2 separate regions of the Mus musculus genome follow, and region 2 is linked to region 1. A link is a contact called in public HiChIP or PLAC-seq data. All regions are on one chromosome and are shown on one strand. The core of a region is the stretch at or near the end of the contact, and the rest is flanking DNA. Distances in the headings are between cores, read along the strand shown.

Region 1 (3,776 bases), core at 676-3,175:
ACCCCAGCTCCAGGGGATCTGATGCCCTCTTCTGGCCTCTGAGGGTATCTGTGAAAGTATGGCAGGCATCCTCAGAAACACAGACACAGAAACATTTTTTTTTCAATCTTTCTTAATAAAATGAAGACTTCAGAAAGAAGACATTTGCTACATGGGATCAACAGAAGATCCAACACTGCAGAAGGTTTGGAGACTAAGCAACCGGGATTATCTATAATGAAACAAGAAGGGAGAGAGGAAAAACAAAGGGTAAATGGAGCATCTTCCTTTGGCTCTCTAGAAGCTCAGCTTCGCACACTTATGCCTCCCGGGGCTTTATTGCCCTGTCTAATCTTCCCTAGAGTGTTCTGAACACTCACAAATGCACCTGAAGGACCACCTTAATATGTTTCTACCAGTCTCATCTTCTCTGTCAGTCTAGGCTGGTTTCGATGGCTGTACTTTCCCTTCTTGGGATTCCTGTTCTCCATCTTTTTTACAAGTTGGGTTATTTCTCACAGAATTCTGTCCGTTGTACACTTGCCTTGTTGGATGCTGGGAATTTGTACAATGTTCCATACATATTCTGGAACTGTTATGAAATATAAATGCGGTATAATGCAGCGGGAGTAAGAAAATACCTGGCCAGTCCATGCAAAAGGTGTCCCCCTGAGAAATCACGCTATGCAACAGGCCTAGTATAAAAGGGAGGTTTACCATGGGAAGGGAAAGGAAGGGGAGGAGAGGGGAGGAGAGGGGAGGAAAGGGAAGGGAGTGGGGACTTGGAAAAGGTATAGAGGCAGAGAAAGCAAGGGCAGGACAGAAAAGGACAGAAGGGGGGGGAGGCAGGAACACATGGGAACAGAGAGAGTGTGTGTGGTAGAAGTGGGGCTGACATATAGAGCAGTTCTCTATATTTGCTGTGGTAGGTTCCTAGGAGGAACATAGTGGAATGGTCTGTAAGCAGACAAGAACTTTGTTCTATGATTAAAAGTACTGGGATAGTGTGACACTTCCAGGTTTTTGAAGCCTTCTCTAGAACAAGCAGGGAAGCATTTAATTCAGAGCCTTTTTTTTTTTTTTTTTTTTTTTTGGCCCACCATCAAGGCCAGACTTTTCTCATCACCTTTCCACTGCCCTACATATGCTAAGGCTTTACAGCCTTTCTATGCACAGATTATCCACTCCCCTGTTGAGTTCTATGCATTGCTGCCTCTCAGCCATTTGGAGGGCATTTTCCTCTTACACCTGCACTGAACACTTTGGGTTGGGTGGAATATCTTAGGGAGCCCTGGAGACCCTTAGGCAATCCTTCCTTGCAGCCATCTCACCTGACACTCTGCTCTATAGTCCTGGCCCTGCCTCCTCAGCGTAAAGAGCACTGGACTGTTTAGCATCCCACTTCCTGCAACTCAGGCCAAGAGCTAAGCCATGGGTTCTCACCCTGTGGGTCTCGACCCTTCATGGGCGTGGCGTTCTTCATGACCTTTTTACAGGGATCACCTAAGACCATCAGAAAATATGGGTGTTTATGTTATGTTTTATAACAGTAACAAAATTAGAATGAAAATAATTTTATGATTGTGGGTCACCACAGCATGAGGAACAACATATTTATTAAAAGGTCACAGCATTAGGAAGGTTGAGAACCACTGCTTTAGGCAGAAAGCTGGAGAAATGGTTGAGATTGCCTGCTTGCTTCCTGTCTCTCAGAGATGGCTGTCTGCTGCTGTCTCACACCTGGTTTCTTGGTTCCCTCTTGTTGAGTAATGTTTTGTCCCGAGAAATGCAGATAAGAGGCTTTGTTGTGGTTCCTGTAGGAGGAGGATCTTGTGAGACAGGACGGGATAGGCTAGTTTGAATAATTCCAGCAGACTCCAGGATAAGGGCTATCTCTGCTTGTCTGGCCCTTGGCCCTGAGGTGCTTACAGTAGACAATAGAGGTCCAGAGAAAATGAGCTCCATGGGAACCGGAGAAGGAGGCAGAGGGCCACAGGTGTCAAGACATCAGAGTACAGACTTTGCAGCGGTGGGTGTGGCTAGAGGCCAGAGAGATGGCTCAGCAGAGGAACTGAGTTTAGTTCCCTGCATCCATAGGACAGCATGCAACTCTAGCTCCAGGGTTTCTGAGGCATCTGTGGTAAACAGACATGCAGATAGTGCACAAACATACATGCAGGCAAAATAGCCATACACACACACACACACACACACACACACACACACACAAAACAAAACAAAACAAAACCAAAAAACAAAAACAAACAAAAAACAGTAAAGAGAGAGAGAAAGACCAGGTGGTGGTGGCACATACCTTCAATTCTAGCACTTGGGAGTCAGAAGCAGGCAGATCTCTGAGTTCAAGGTCACCTTGGTCTGTAAAGTGAGTTCTAGGACTACACGGAGAAACCCTGTCAAAACAAACAAACAAAACAAGAGAGAGAGAGAGAGAGAGAGAGAGAGAGAGAGAGAGAACTGATATTAAGATATTAATACCAACCTTGTTTGCTCAGATGGCTGTGCTATCCTACTGTGTTCAGATTTGGCCTACCTCACCTCCCACACATTATCTGTCAGGGGAAGGATGGACCTGCTGGGTGGGTGGGGGGGGGGGGGCTGGAAGTCGAGGCCTTCTTTCCATGTCAGAGTCTCCTACACAGCAGGAGTCTGAGCTGGGCTAATAGTTCCAGAGGTTAGTCTCACCCTTGGAAAATAAGGCCACTGGCTGTTAATCCAAATAATTAGCTTAACACTACATGTGGTGAGTTATTCAAGTTTTTCCTCATAAATACTTAGCAGACATGGATGCTTTCACTGATTGAAAATCAACATTAAAGAAGAAAGCCCCCACCCCCACCCCACCCCCACCCCCGTGCCCCACAAAGTATCCAGAGCCTAGCTCAGTGCTGCCTGTGATTGGCTCATGAACATAACCTCCTTCACTGTCCAGACAACTGGAATCGTTTGGGAAATACCTAGCATCCTCAGAACACGTTCACCGGTTGGTGTCTTTGTTGGGCCCTCTGTCGTGGGCCTGACTCCTACTCTTCAGTGATAACAAAGCTGGCCAAGCTCAGGGGTTGCCTGTCGACCTGGAAGGCTCTGCCTCTGAGATTGCATATCTACACACCTGGCATCAGGTTCCCTCCCTGCGACTGAGAGCCTATTGGCCTGCCTGCCTAGACTTGCAGAGAATCATCCAGGCATCCAAAGGGCTGGCCCCTCTGTCGAGGTTAGTCTGTTTGGTCCACAGATCGTGACTGTTAAGGCAGCCACGGCCCTGATGAAGTATATACTTGTCCACAGACTACACATTGTTAAAGTAACCATGGAAACACACCACTGGGTGTGTCGGTGAGACTGATTCCAGAAACATTTACATGAAGAGGGAAGAGTCAGCCCTACTGGGGTGGCACCATTGATGAGACAAAGGAAAAAGGACACAGGTGTTCATCTTTCTCCATTTCCTGGTTATGGAAGAAATGTGATCGGCTGCCTCAATCTCCTGCCACGTGACTTCCTCAGCAGGATGGACTGCACCCTCAGCCTAGGAACCGAGATAACCTCTATGTATCTTGCCATCGATGAGAAAAGCGACAGAAACAGCAGGACGTAACTCAGTGGTAGAACACTTGTCCCTGTTCGAGGCCCAGCATGGAAGAAAGAAATCCTTAGACGTGAAAGGGACCATAGAGCACAGCGTTGGGGTCCTTAGGTCTGGAACCAATTCACGGGGCTTGCTAAGGTTGGGGGTGGGGTTCCATTTCTCTGTGATTTCCACCTCAGTGACCATCAGA
Region 2 (3,776 bases), core at 363-2,862, 390 kb before region 1:
CACCTTTAGCTATCAGTGGCCAAATAGGTAACTCGATAGATCATGGACCAACTCAGAATTACACGTCTTCAAGATTCTAGAAGATTCCTTCTGTAAAAATGAGTCTTCTCACTCTCCTGATTCCAGGAAGTCTCCTTTATAATGGCCACCCCTTACCCAGGTGAAGGCACCCATAGCTCTCCCTTGGGACTTAGCCCCAGTTGGGGAGAGAAGGATGCATACTCCCAAAGCAGCCTGCTATTAACAAATACTAAGGGGCACTGAAGCCATGTAACTCAAAGATAACCTCTATTAAAAAAATTCCCCTGAGCGTCTGGACGTGTGTCACTATCATGCTATGTATTTGATTAAAAGATTTTCCCACTTATCACCCAGATGTTTAAGGTCAGAAAGACTCACCCACGTCTGCTTAAGTAGCAAGCTATTCCCCCTCTCAGCATCCAGAGGCAAATGAGAACAAGGCCCAACCCAGAGAAATTAACTGGCAGTGATGATGGCGGCACAGATCTAAGGCACAGATCTGGGGGTTGTTTGTAATCCACAAGTGTTCAAGGTGAATCAGGGCAGAAAAGCTAAATAAAGGGATGTGAACGTTAAAAAAGGCAACTGCGTGATGCTATCCAGGAACCATCTAAGGAAAAACTCCAGCGAGACAGATTGAGAATTTTAAAACAACACCCTCCATGCCGACTACCCCGTGACATCTGTTAACACAAGACACAGAGCCATTTCCTGGAAAGTTTTTTTTCGTGTTTATAAGGGTGAGACCCTCTTGATGTTTTTGTGACTTTAATTAAAGAGCTGAGGGATGGAACTGCATCCCAGGCATGTCCCAGGAGGGAACTGGTTGTACACAATGCCTCACATTCAAACAGAAAGAGAATAAAACCAGCCAACGATCCAGGTGTCGTTGATTTTACATGGATGATAATGTATTATTCTTGCAAAAAAGGGTGGGAGGGAAGTGCTCCTCAGAGGAGACATGCTTTTGAAGGTGTTTCGTTAATATCTTTTTTTTTTACACTTTCTTTTCCTTTTTTGAGTATATTTAGCAACATCAAGCAAACCAGAACACGGGGACGGAGGAGAGGAAGACACAGAGCGGGTCTCTGTGGCGGGGAGGGGTGAGGAGGTGAGGGCAGAGGGGAGGCAGGGAGCACAGTTAAGTGGAGGCACAGAAGATGCTCTCTAACTTTTCTGTAAATTAATATGAACTAAACTTATCCTTGTCTAGCTTCAGATGAATGAGATTCAAGCTATGATGTATTTATCAGGCTCTGCACAATTACTGGGGGATTAACCCTAATCTAATCCTCTATGCTCCTCTGGCTGCTTCCCCAGCTGTGCTCCCCCAACACTTGCTGTTTGAGTCTTCCTGGGTTATTTCTGCTCCTGCAGTCTGGGGTCTTGGGGAGGCATTTTATTTGGGCTCTTGCTGCTGGTGCATCATGACTAATGGAGACCTCCTGTTCTACAACCCCCAGCCTGGTAACCCAAACTCCACCACTCTCCATTCTCCCAGTAATTGGCTCTTGCCAGTTTTTATTTAACCAATAGTTTTAAATTAGGGAGTAACGTTTGCATAATAAAGGTTGGTGTGCATGGGAGTTGTCTGGTCTTGGGACAACCAGATCTTGGGATGCAGAATTTAGCATATGAATACAAGCAGTACCAGACCAACCCCCAACACTTTTCTTCGAATCTGCCATTTTGGCATCAGAAACCTGCTTGCTGAGTTAAGGAAAAGGTCCTCAGATATTAGTGTGCCTAAGGACCATTCCAGAAACAACATTCACAGGTTTCTGGGAATGCACACGCAGAGATGCGGGTTTAGTAGGACTGGGGTGGTGGTGCTGGAAGGAGGCCATGGGCAAGCACCCGCAGTGTTCAGTGTGTCTCTGTTTTGTGAGGTCCTTTAGGTCCTGTCCACTCTAGCTCCACTTTCTCAAAAGGAGACATGGCTGGAGAGAGCTGCTGCCCAGCCACGCCGTGGAACCAGATTCCAGGAGACTTCAGTTGAGTCTCAGCTCCATCCATTTAGCTCTGTGATTTGGAATCAGAGCGTTAAATGGTAGGAGGTTCAGTTTGTTCATCCTAATTGATTGTATAACAGGAGAACCAATATAAAGCTGGAAGGCTGTGCCATGCCCGAAATCAACACAGTGGAGGCAGATTCAGGATGATCCCTGGGGCTCCTTGGTCAGCTACCATTACCTCGTTAGTGAGCTTCAGGTTCAGTGAGAGACCGTGTGTCAAAAAATAGAGCACTCAAAAGGCACTCTAGAGGCAGAGGTAGGCAGATCTTTGTGAGTTCAAACCAGCCTGGTCTACATAGCAAGTTCTAGGTCAGCCAGGGCTACATAGCCTTAGGAAAAAAAAACAGGATAGGTAGAGAATGTTTGAGGAAAACACCATGTCATCCTGTGGTCTCCACAGGTATGTGTACATGTGTATGTGCATGCCTGCATACATGAGCACACACGTGGACAAGTATTCATACAATCTAAAAACAGAAACATATGATTGTCTGGACATGGTGGCTTGTAGCTGCTACCCCCTGACTCAGCAGAGTGGGCAGGAGGTGGCCGACTTGAGCTATGCTACAGAAGTCTATCTCAAAAACAGAATCCAAAATACTTTATTAAGTAAAACAACGAAGAGAAAAGTCTCAGAAGTCCTCTTGGATTCTGTAAAGCACAGAAATAGTTACCAAACTCCTGTTGTCATTCTCTGTGCTAGGTGTTGAATTTGTAGCTCAAGAGACAATAACAGAAAGGTATGGCAACCCTCAAGGCTGCCAAGAAGGCTCCAGTGGCTACTGAGAGGCCAAGAGAGGCGAGCTGAGCATTCATGTCAGTGGTAAATGTTGGAGGAGAAGATCTTAACCCCACAGCTTGCTTCTGCTTTCAGGCTATTAGCTGTGAATCATGTGCTTAGGATGAGTTCTGTGTATTTTTACACTTGAGATATCTTAATAAGTGTTGAGATGCACCAATAGTAGAGTATAAGGGAATAACTCTCCATTAAAAAAAAAAAAAACAAAAGATACTATGGGAATCATATGGAAAGAGAATGAACTTCAACACAGAACTTAAAATATACATTTAAACCAGTCACAGATGGCCTCTCGCCTTCTGGAAACTGTCACAGTCTTTTGGGCAACAAGAATGGCCAGCTACCTTCTCATCCCCCAGATCAGTTTAAAATAGTCATTTCCTTTAAGATATCAAAACAAAAAGACATTCTGCTTTCCACAGATGGAGATGGGGAGTGGGGAGATGTACATTTATCTCCCAAAGGCTGGAGGGCAGTACCCCCATCTCTTGTAGTGTTTGTGATTAGGCAGCTTGGGAATAGGGGTTATGTCTGTCCCCTCTTTAGTGCAGGACACCAGAGTTTGGAATATCTTCTGGCTAAGGACAGTATGGGGGGTGTAGTTGGTATTGTGGGAAGCCCCCACCCCGAGAGGTCAGCAGGAGCCAGCCTGTGGGTTTACTCTTCCATCCCACTGGATAGAGTCCCTTGGACCCCACATGCCCTGAAACTCCCAACAGTGATATCAGCTCACACAGCACCAGGAGTTCCTATAACTGCTTGGCATGACATCACAGTTCACCCAAGTTGTCTACCTATAAGGCAGGGAAAGACAAGCTTTCAAAGTTAATGATGCAGATTCAAAAAGATGAACACAGCTCTCATTTAGGGCTGGGGAGCTGCCTTAGCTGAGAGAGCACCCCTCTTGAAAGCACGAGGACCGGAGTAAGATTCTCAGAACC

Evidence for each region. HiChIP or PLAC-seq counts read pairs in DNA pulled down with a chosen protein or histone mark.
Region 2: a contact with region 1 is called in an H3K27ac HiChIP or PLAC-seq map of embryonic stem cells, with 2.1 times the contacts expected there. The contact joins two enhancer-like sites. A contact is called at or near these places in 2 of 39 promoter capture datasets (liver and pre-B cells), 1 of 115 datasets of contacts at active chromatin or transcription factors (embryonic stem cells) and 2 of 9 other capture datasets (adipose tissue and embryonic stem cells).

What each region holds. Positions count from the first base shown.
Region 1 is chr3:102,212,595-102,216,370 of GRCm38.p6, reverse strand. The region is part of intron 2 of Gm16160 (a long non-coding RNA gene); the gene reads right to left. Among named protein-coding and RNA genes, the nearest start is that of Vangl1, 9.8 kb to the right of the region's middle. Within about 2 kb of position 1,925, at least 16 of the 459 cell types and tissues checked have an H3K27ac peak or open chromatin away from gene starts, as enhancers often do. A contact at or near this core is called in embryonic stem cells, where this site is marked.
Region 2 is chr3:102,603,322-102,607,097 of GRCm38.p6, reverse strand. No RefSeq gene overlaps it. Among named protein-coding and RNA genes, the nearest start is that of Gm40112, 89 kb to the left of the region's middle. Within about 2 kb of position 1,612, at least 4 of the 459 cell types and tissues checked have an H3K27ac peak or open chromatin away from gene starts, as enhancers often do. A contact at or near this core is called in embryonic stem cells, where this site is marked.